2 separate regions of the Anser cygnoides genome follow, and region 2 is linked to region 1. The links are chromatin contacts, called in public Hi-C maps. All regions are on one chromosome and are shown on one strand. Each heading gives the region's core, a stretch centred on a gene start, on an enhancer-like site or on the middle of the called end of the contact. The rest is flanking DNA. Distances are from core to core; before and after follow the strand shown. Region 1 overlaps NCALD (neurocalcin delta). Region 2 overlaps LOC125183335 (a long non-coding RNA gene).

Region 1 (4,370 bases), core at 587-3,086:
AGACACTCAGAGCAGCCAGAGATGGTTTCTGCAAGAGACAAGGATGTTCACGTCCAACCAATTGCTCTACAATGCCAAAAGGGTCTAACAACCTCTCCGATGATGGTCCCCGTTTCTAGTGTCACTGCCTTCCCTGCTGATTTACCAACCCTGCTCCTTTTTTCCTCCTTGTGCTTAAAACAGCTGTTCTTTTCACCTTCACCAGCCTGCGAAATGGCAACTCGGCTCTGAGAGTCAAGTGGAGCCTTCGTGGCAGACCAGGAGGAAATCTCCTGCAGGCAAAGCTTGGCCCACAGCTGCACTTGGAAGTCGAACCAGCAGCTCCCCAGGGGAGCATATGGCATTTCTGAACTGGGGCATGGTGAACAGCTCTGCTGCTGCTGTGCAAGGAAGAGCAGAGCTGCTTCTGCAGCTACACGTTCACGCTAAAGGTATTTTAAAGAGCACTTTGCCAGCAGTCTTCTGCCTGGATGCGCAGAGCAGAGCTGCCTGGTTAGGAGATGCCATTTCTGTGCTAGTCTTACATCGCTCTGTGGGTCTGGCACGTCGCTGCTTCGTGTCTTATCTGCCCGGTGCACAAATCAAGAACTCTGCTAGGAGTCCTGCTCAGCTACCTGCTGCTTGCCAAGTTCCTCCATGTCTCTAAGCACGGTCGGCTCTGCCCGTGGTACCAAGGAAACCGACTTCCCCCACTTCCAAACTCCTACGTGAGATCACACCCAGCACGACAGAGCAATGAACGCATCCGAATATTTGCGCAAAGGGCAGATAAAAAGTTCTTCTCCACTGGTCTCACACCAAAGACCCCAGAGACCCCCTGGCCACATGAAACCGAGGGAGCACCGTGAGAGACAAAAGGAGGAGCTGGTGTGCTGGGTGCTCAGGACAGGTCTCGCCCAGCCCTCCTCAGCTCGTTTTGCTTTGTGTCCCTGCACCAGGCTCCAAAAGCAAACCCTTCTGGAGGATGTCTCCTCTATCCTGACCGTACGGCTATGATTCTGCATCTTCACCGGTGTTGCTAAAAAAAGACAAGACAAAGTTTTATAACAGCGGGGACAGCTGCGTTCGTTGAGGTGCAGGGGGCTCCCTCCCACAGCTGTGTGTCCCCGGGGACCTGCCACTTGTCACCGTGTCCCCCTGCTCACATGTACTGAGCATCATACGGCCACGGCCGTGTTCTCATCTCAGCTTAGGCCATGGATTAGGACTCAACACCAGCTACCACAGCTCACCCAGTTTCCATGAGTCAGCCGAGCCTGAGTTTCTGCCCGGGCGGGTGCTTTCAGCCCCCAGCAGGTGCAAGGTAATGCGACTTAGTGCAGCCTGCGGTGCAAGAGAAGTAAGCTAAGCTCCATTATTGCATGTTTTCCACCAGCGGGAAGGTGCACGCTGGACATCCCCGGGGCTCAGCTCACGGGGGTGGTTATTAAACTTGGGGACCCCAGGTACTGCTGCTGCACACAGACCACTTCCAGCCACAGAATTTACACACTTCTGGCTTAGTGTTTTAAGCAGCAGTGTCCTGAAAATGCAGAGGTCATGCTTTCTAGCAGAGAACAACAAAGGACAAAATGCCACAGCAATAAGGTAAAAATCCTAAAAGCTCTTACGAGGAACAGCACAGCCCCATTATCTCAGGAACATTCACTGCTTCGAACTCACAGGGCTCCAAATAACATCGAAACATAGATCTTTTTTCAGCCCCTCTCAAGCTGTAAGTGCTCACAACACACACGCTGCTTTTACAAGGGTTGTGCTCCTGTTTCCCTTCCCAAAGCATTGTAAAACAAAGACTGCAAAGAGCACAAGCCACAGACATCACTTGGCATCTTCTGGCCCAGAATTTCACAAGCTATGTGGATCAAGTCTGCATGCTGTATATGCTCATTAATTCATCTGGATAATACTTGAGTGAAGGTTACCTTTTCCACCAGCAAGTATTATTGGAGGATGTATCTACGAAATTGAGAGGTGACATGCAATAGCATGTACTGTCTGCCAGCCTTCCTGTATGGAAATATTTCTAACTGATCTCTTGAAAGTATCTAACTTGCTGCGTAATTTTATACCGGATAGGTCAGTCATTTTGTTTTCAAAAGGTTTATGAAGGCAGCAATGACTGCAAATGTTAATGGTAGCAAAGCAGAAAAACACAATCCAGCACTCAATGCTTCAGTGTTGCTGCTCTGAGGTCTGCAGATGCTCCCATACCCAATTCAGTGAGGGCTCACTTTCAAAGTACATGCAGAGGCAGAGAAAGAAAAGGATAGTTAATAATTTAAAACAACACCAATCGTCAGCGGTAGTCAGGTAAAAGAGTAACCTTGGTTCACTCTGTAAATGTTTATACAATACTTTTATCTGCAGCTATGTCCTCTGCAGCTGGAGGACGACTCTTATTCTTCCAGATCTCATGAGCTGTGGAAAGAATTACATCTCCGCTGGCCTGGGGTCACGTCGCAGGTTGTGTTTTCAAACACATGTTGGACAGCATTAACACGTGAAACCCCGAAACTACCGAGCTAAAACAAACTGGAGTTAGGTGCTGGGCCAGAAATGCCTTGTAAAACTAAAGAGAGGTGGAATGCAGATGCTTAAATAAAAGGCAACGCTTTAAAAGTCTCAGTCACCCACCACTACTTTCACAACAGCAAAAAGAAGATGGGACCACGGGAAGGTTTCACGTTCATCCCCAGTAAGTGCCAGCTTTTACAGGGCTGCTTCTGACCTGGAGGCTGCGCTGAGGTGTTTTGTGTCCCTTGGGGTTCCCCCAGCACCACTTAGCTCTGCGGTGGCAGTGGCGGGGCACGCGGGGCAGGCAGGCAGGGGACCGAGTGCTCCGTCCTCTATCTGGACGGAGGTGCGAGCATGCCAACAGCAACCCCAAGCACTGGAGGAGAAACACGGCTTTGAACTCGCGCGGGGTGATGGGGACAGGGCTCTCCTACAGCAGGGCGGGTTAGGGAGAAATAGCTAAGCGACATTTCCACCGACGGGAAGAATCTGTGCAAAATTTGCCCGTGATGCTTGTAACAGCTGAGAGCACTAAGTATTGCAAGCTGTTCGTGTCTGTGCTTGGGCCTCTCCTGCTTTCTCACTTTCCCCCACACACCTCGGCTCAGGATTTTAATTAATTTCACAGGAATAAATCATCAGTTGGCTTTCTGTGATCATTTGAGACAAAAGTGTGCGCCTGAAGATTTTTATTATGTGCAATTAGCCACTCATGATCGTTTTAGTACAACTGATTAACAATGTTATTTTTAATTTATTTTTATTTTATTTTAATAGGCTTTGCGTATCAAACCTGGCAAAGCAAATGGTAATGAGAAATTAAGTCTAGGGATTTTTTTTCTCTCTTAATTATTGTACATGCTAGCTAGTGTTCAACAAAAAATTATTCACACTCGGCTACTTTTTCATGACTTCTAATTAGTACTTAGTTAATCATCATCTGCGAAGCAGACTTATTTTACTCAGTTTATTTTAAATTAAGGCTACCGGGGATTAGCATCTACAAGGTCACTTGACAAAACGCCAGCCTCGCCTGTCAGGCAAAGGTCGTCCTGCCGAGCCCACGGGCTCCCAAGGCTGTGCGCTGCCCGCGCGGACACCTCGCCAGCGGGACCACAGAGCAGCCTTCAGCTAATGACAGATTAATGCCAGTTTAGTCAGCGTAATGCCTCCTGTCACCAAAGCCTTTCCGTCGCAGCAGCGCTTGTACAGTTACCAAGAAATCCCACGCCTGCACCCCAGCTTTGAATGCAGCGACTCTGGCCAAAGGATGGAGGTTTTGCAGCGGCAAATTTCAGAAGTCCTGCATCTAGGCGAAAAGATAAACATTCAACATTTCTCTCGGAGCTGATCTTTTTTTCGTTTTTTTTTTTTTTTTTTTGTCATTTTAATTTTTATATATATAAATATACCATAAAGCGTACCATTTCCTTGTTTCAGTACAGACTTTTGAGCTTTACTAAAATAAAGGAAATATAAATGCTACAATTTTATGCTTAAAACAAGTTTTGATGACGGCCTTCCCCTCGGAGCAGGCCCAGAAATTGTGTTAGCTACGTGGAGAGAGACAAAAACACCCCCAAAACTTCATACTGCACAAGAGCATTCAAAATAGCTGGTTTGCCTCAGTTTTAGCTGCTTACAGGTGTACATCATTTCCTTGGCTTAATGCCCACTCTCCTTAGTAGAAACTATTTTATTACTAACCTGAAAACTTCACATTCAACACGTATCTCCCTTAAATTCATTGTCAATACCCAGTTTTTCAATATCCACGTCTGCTTTTGCTGACCCCAAATGGCAAGAGGTATCGTCAGTTGTGGATTTTGGGATCAGGACTGCAAATTGCTGGATTT
Region 2 (4,370 bases), core at 688-3,187, 330 kb after region 1:
CTCACTGTTGACATGAGGCAACCCTTGACTCAGCTCCTCTGTCCCGCAGCTCGTCCTTGGAGTCATGCTGCACCTTGTCCCACCGATACTCTGTGGGAGCCACAGCAGCAAGGAGAGGGGCAGGCGAGCCACAGCAGGGTGCCGGCCCCATTTGTGGTGGCGTGAGGAGCTCCCTGACATCATGGAGGTTCTTCTGGAAGAGGAGGGCACTGGCCTGTCCCTAGTGGGCAGGACATGCTTTACTGATGGCATCTGCACCACAGACTGAGCTGGATTAGCTGGTTATGGTATCCATGAATCTGCGGTTGTTGACAGCCTCCGAAGGGTGGGGGCAGTTCTCCTTTCTGTGCAGGCGGGTCCAATAAGGGAAGTGCCAGTGTTAGGGGGTAGGCAGGCAGCCTTGTAAAGACCCTGTCGGTCTGAGCCCACCTGGGACTGTTGTCTCCCTGGTCATAGCTTATTTTAAGTTGGAAGGGGCACACAAGGATCATCGAGTTCAACTCCTGGCTCCACACAGGACCACCCAAAAATCAGACTACGTTTCAGAGAGCGTTGTCCAAACACTCCTTGAACTCCGGCAGGCTCGATGCTGTGACTACTGCTCTGGGGAGCCTGTCCCAGTCTCCGACCACCCTCTGGGTGCAGAACCTTTCCCTAACCCCCAGCCTGACCCTCCCCTGTCCCAGCTCCATGCCGTTCCCTCGGGTCCTGTCGCTGTCCCCAGGGAGCAGAGCTCAGCGCCTGCCCCTCCGCTCCCCTCGTGAGGGAGCTGCAGGCCGCCATGAGGCCTCCCCTCAGCCTGCTCTGCTCTGGGCTGAATGAACCAAGGGACCTCAGCTGCTCCTCATGTGTCTTCCCCCCTAGACCCTTCACCATCTCTGTAGCCCTCTTTTGGCCACTCTCTAATAGTTTTATGTCCTTCTCATACTGTGGCACCCAAAACCACATGCAGTGCTCGAGGTGAGGCCACACCAGTGCAGCCCAGAGCAGGACAATGACTTCCCTCAGCCAGCTAAAAGTCCAAAGTCTCCTCTCCACAAGGGGAAGAAGAGACCGTGGGTGAGGTCAATGCCTGGAGGGCTGCAGATGTCTATGCACGCATCTGTTGCAAAACAGCGGCCGAGGGCCGTGGAGCACGGCCTGCGCTGGTGAGCGTGCTGGCGTGGGAGGCCAGCGAGGCCCAGGCAGGAGGGGAGTGCTCTGGCACGGACCTCGTGCTCCTGCTCATCTCTGCCGTGGGTGCACATCATCTGCTCCAGAGGACCCTTGTTGCGAGCGGCTGGGAAGCGAGCCAGCTCGCACCGCGTGGCCCTGGGCCCGAGGTTGTTCTCTGGTTCAAATGGCAAAGTGAATATAAATGTACCCAGAGCCACTGTGGGTGGGGTTTGGCTAAGATTAGGTGCTTACAGCGGAAGCGTCTGCCTTTATAACTCTTTTTATAGTCATTGGAGTGCTATAAAATACAAATCATGGGGTTTGGGGTGCATTTCATCTTTTGCCTGATGTGGGAGGAATTGCACTCAGCAATGACAACTCCATCTCCGGTGCTGATAACGGGAGCGCGGACAGCTTCCACAGGTGGGTAGCCGTGCCGAGCGGGTGGGCGACGTGAGGGGAATCCAACTGTGAGCAGCCTGCAAGGCTGAGGAGAACCTGGACAGAGAGGAGTCACAGTGGTGGGAGCGCTGCGTATGACAATTTAGGAGCTGAGGAAGCCTGAGGATCTTGTTCTGGGGACAAGGAAGTAGAGGAGAAGGGATGCTGTTGCTATTGAGAGGGGGCACCTGGGGAATAGTCTCAAAGCCTGCAGGAAACCAGGCTCTCCCAGATCTGCTTCTTCACCTCTGTCCTGAGCGAGAAGCTTCCATTTTCTCCCATTTTCTCTCAGTTTATTACATGGGGCAGCAGCTGACCCTCACTGTCTGTCAGAGGTGGCTCTCTTGTGGGGCAGCATAGGTAGAGAGGCTCTGTTCTGCTAGGTGGAAAAGTACTTGTACACCCTGAGCCTCTTCCTAGCCCCTGGGGTTACTTTTCTGGGTACAGCTGGAAGACTGGGGTCACAGGCTTTGTGATCCCTGCGATTTCCAAGAGCTGATTCACAAGTGTAGCTTGTTTAAAAAATAAAATAAAAATAAAGAAGAGAAGAAGACTTGCTTACAACCAGGTCCATTCTTCTGGGAGAGACTTGGCACTCATTTCTCACTACTTTCAGAAATACTTGGTTTTATGATTTTTTTTTTTCAACATTTTCCAAGTATTTTCCAGTTGATGAGGCAACTTGATGTGGGTTTTGTAGGTGAGCTCTGCTTTCACACCAATATGAATGACTGAAGACTGCCTGACACGTTCCTTTTCAGCAGCCCATTAAGCCTTTTCACGGGTGCTGCTGAAAAGTGACTGTCGGTTTTGCAGTACTGGCAGCACAAAGGCATTCTTGGAAAATGCTATTTCATCTCACTTTGTTTAGGGACAGAAAATGCTGATATTTGGCAGGCAGAAAGAGGGTGTGATTCTGCAGCTGTTGATTCCCAGTGCAGTGAATTATTTTGAGCAAGGACTGAAAGACAGCACGTGAAAGATAGATCACTACCAGAAGAAATCATGTGTCCGGCTGTTGGGTTCAGGAGCCGCTCCTGAAGGCCATTTTTGTTTATTTGATGGCACCAGCCATTGTAAAAGAAACACTGATGTTGCAATGTTTATGTGCATGTGTGTGTTTGTTTTGCAGCTGGAACGGTTTTAATCATCAGTCAGAAAACACCGTCATCCCACTCTGAGTGGTCGGGATCACGTGCTTACCAGGAACCGTCTTCAGATCCCTCCCAGAAACGGACATTTCCCGCATCGGTGTGAGCGGGGGTGGCACAGAAAGCAGCAAACAAGAGCCCCAGGGTTCCCGTGACCCCCTTTACTTGACAAAGCCTTTCATGGACACATCTGCCACTTTTTTTGTTCTGCTTGTGTTTTCATATTTCCGTTGCATGTACCTGGACGCACAAGCAGCAGGTGCCCTCCTCGTGGGTCCTGCTCATGACCAGCGAGTGCTGGCTGAGACCGGTGCTGGAACATGAATACAGACAGAAGTAGCACAGGTGGAAGTCCTTTGGCTTCTTTTGTCCTCAGGAAGCTTTGACATTAACCGCAAGTTCAAATCAACCTCACGAGACCAAAAGATGCCTACAGCTGTAGGCTGTAACGTATAGATCGCTCTCTGGAGCAGGTCACATCTGTGATAATTCTCCAGAAAGTTTTGTTTGTTCTTCCATCCTCTGGAGGAGAAGACTTGGGAATTCCTAAAGCTGGTGCGAGGTCCCCCCTCTACCTCACCCCAGTATTTTCTGCCCCACTTTGAGGCGCATTGTCACATTTTATCAGTTTGATGTTGCACTTTGGGTCTGTTTCCTCACCTGCAGTGAGTTAAAGGCTCAGATTTCATATCAGAGCGATTTGAGGCCTTGTGAATGCTCGTAGTCACAGTGAAATCTGTGATACGGTATCATCCTGGCTAACACAACTACGGAAGGCAAAGCTGAGAAGCTGGCATACATACACGTAAAATAAGCCACTTCATGAAAAGTATCTATTAAACCGAAGAAACGCAGAGCAGCAACCCGTGCTGAAGGAAGCTTTATGAAACCCGTATTAGGATGGCACAGTGAGGCTGCAGTTCTCAGGGGCAGACCTGTGCGTGGCCCTATCCGCAGACCCTCCTCCCATTCATGGACTACCTATTAATAGCACTGGGGCTGGCCAGCCCGAACTCACCTACCTGCGGGCTTGGTTACTGCCGTGCTGTGTGGCAACTGTCTCGATGCCCTTAAATAATCCTGCTGGCACCGTGTGCTGGAGAGCTGGAGGCTTTAGAAACTTCTGGGTCAAATTTACTCTTGTTAAATAAACAATCAGTATCGATTAGGTCATCTGATAGACTAACCGAGCAGCCTTTCAAACACCGCAAGTAGCTGGAGTTCATTTCGGTGTATTTACAAACTCGGAATCCCGTGAAGAGAAGTTGCTTCGCTGAAGCGGTCTGCTCGTACAAATCCAGGTACTTGTATATGCGTGGCCCTGTGCACACGGGTAGGAGGGTTTTCAGGGACACAGCATGGATCTGGATGCTCACTTTATTTTACTTGGACACTTGAATCTTTAAGGCAGATCTGAAAATCTCAGCGATAATTCTTTCTTTTAGTACATCAGGGCAAGAACTTTTCCCTGCTGGAATCATTTCTAAGTACTCCTTTCTTGCTGCCACAGAATACAAATTAAAACATGTTTAAGTGGATCTCTAAAAAGCATTTGTTTCTCCAGATATGTCCATTTATCTTACCCCTTTACTGTTTTGTTTAGTGAGGAAGTTCTTTAGTTGC

What was found. Hi-C and Micro-C count contacts between places; a contact is called where the count stands out from the background.
Region 2: a Hi-C map of liver shows a contact between it and region 1, with 14 times the contacts expected there. The contact joins two enhancer-like sites. A contact is called at or near these places in 2 of 7 Hi-C or Micro-C datasets (both in liver).

Annotation. Positions count from the first base shown.
Region 1 is chr2:141,949,420-141,953,789 of Taihu_goose_T2T_genome, forward strand. NCALD (neurocalcin delta) reads right to left here. Exons shown (of 5, transcript XR_010828742.1): 4 at 4,222-4,370; 5 at 1-3,823. Among named protein-coding and RNA genes, the nearest start is that of NCALD, 47 kb to the right of the region's middle. Within about 2 kb of position 1,837, at least 2 of the 3 cell types and tissues checked have open chromatin away from gene starts, as enhancers often do. A contact at or near this core is called in liver, where this site is marked.
Region 2 is chr2:142,283,919-142,288,288 of Taihu_goose_T2T_genome, forward strand. It overlaps LOC125183335 (a long non-coding RNA gene), which reads left to right. Exons shown (of 3, transcript XR_010828762.1): 2 at 2,729-4,370. Among named protein-coding and RNA genes, the nearest start is that of KLF10, 7.8 kb to the left of the region's middle. Within about 2 kb of position 1,938, at least 2 of the 3 cell types and tissues checked have open chromatin away from gene starts, as enhancers often do. A contact at or near this core is called in liver, where this site is marked.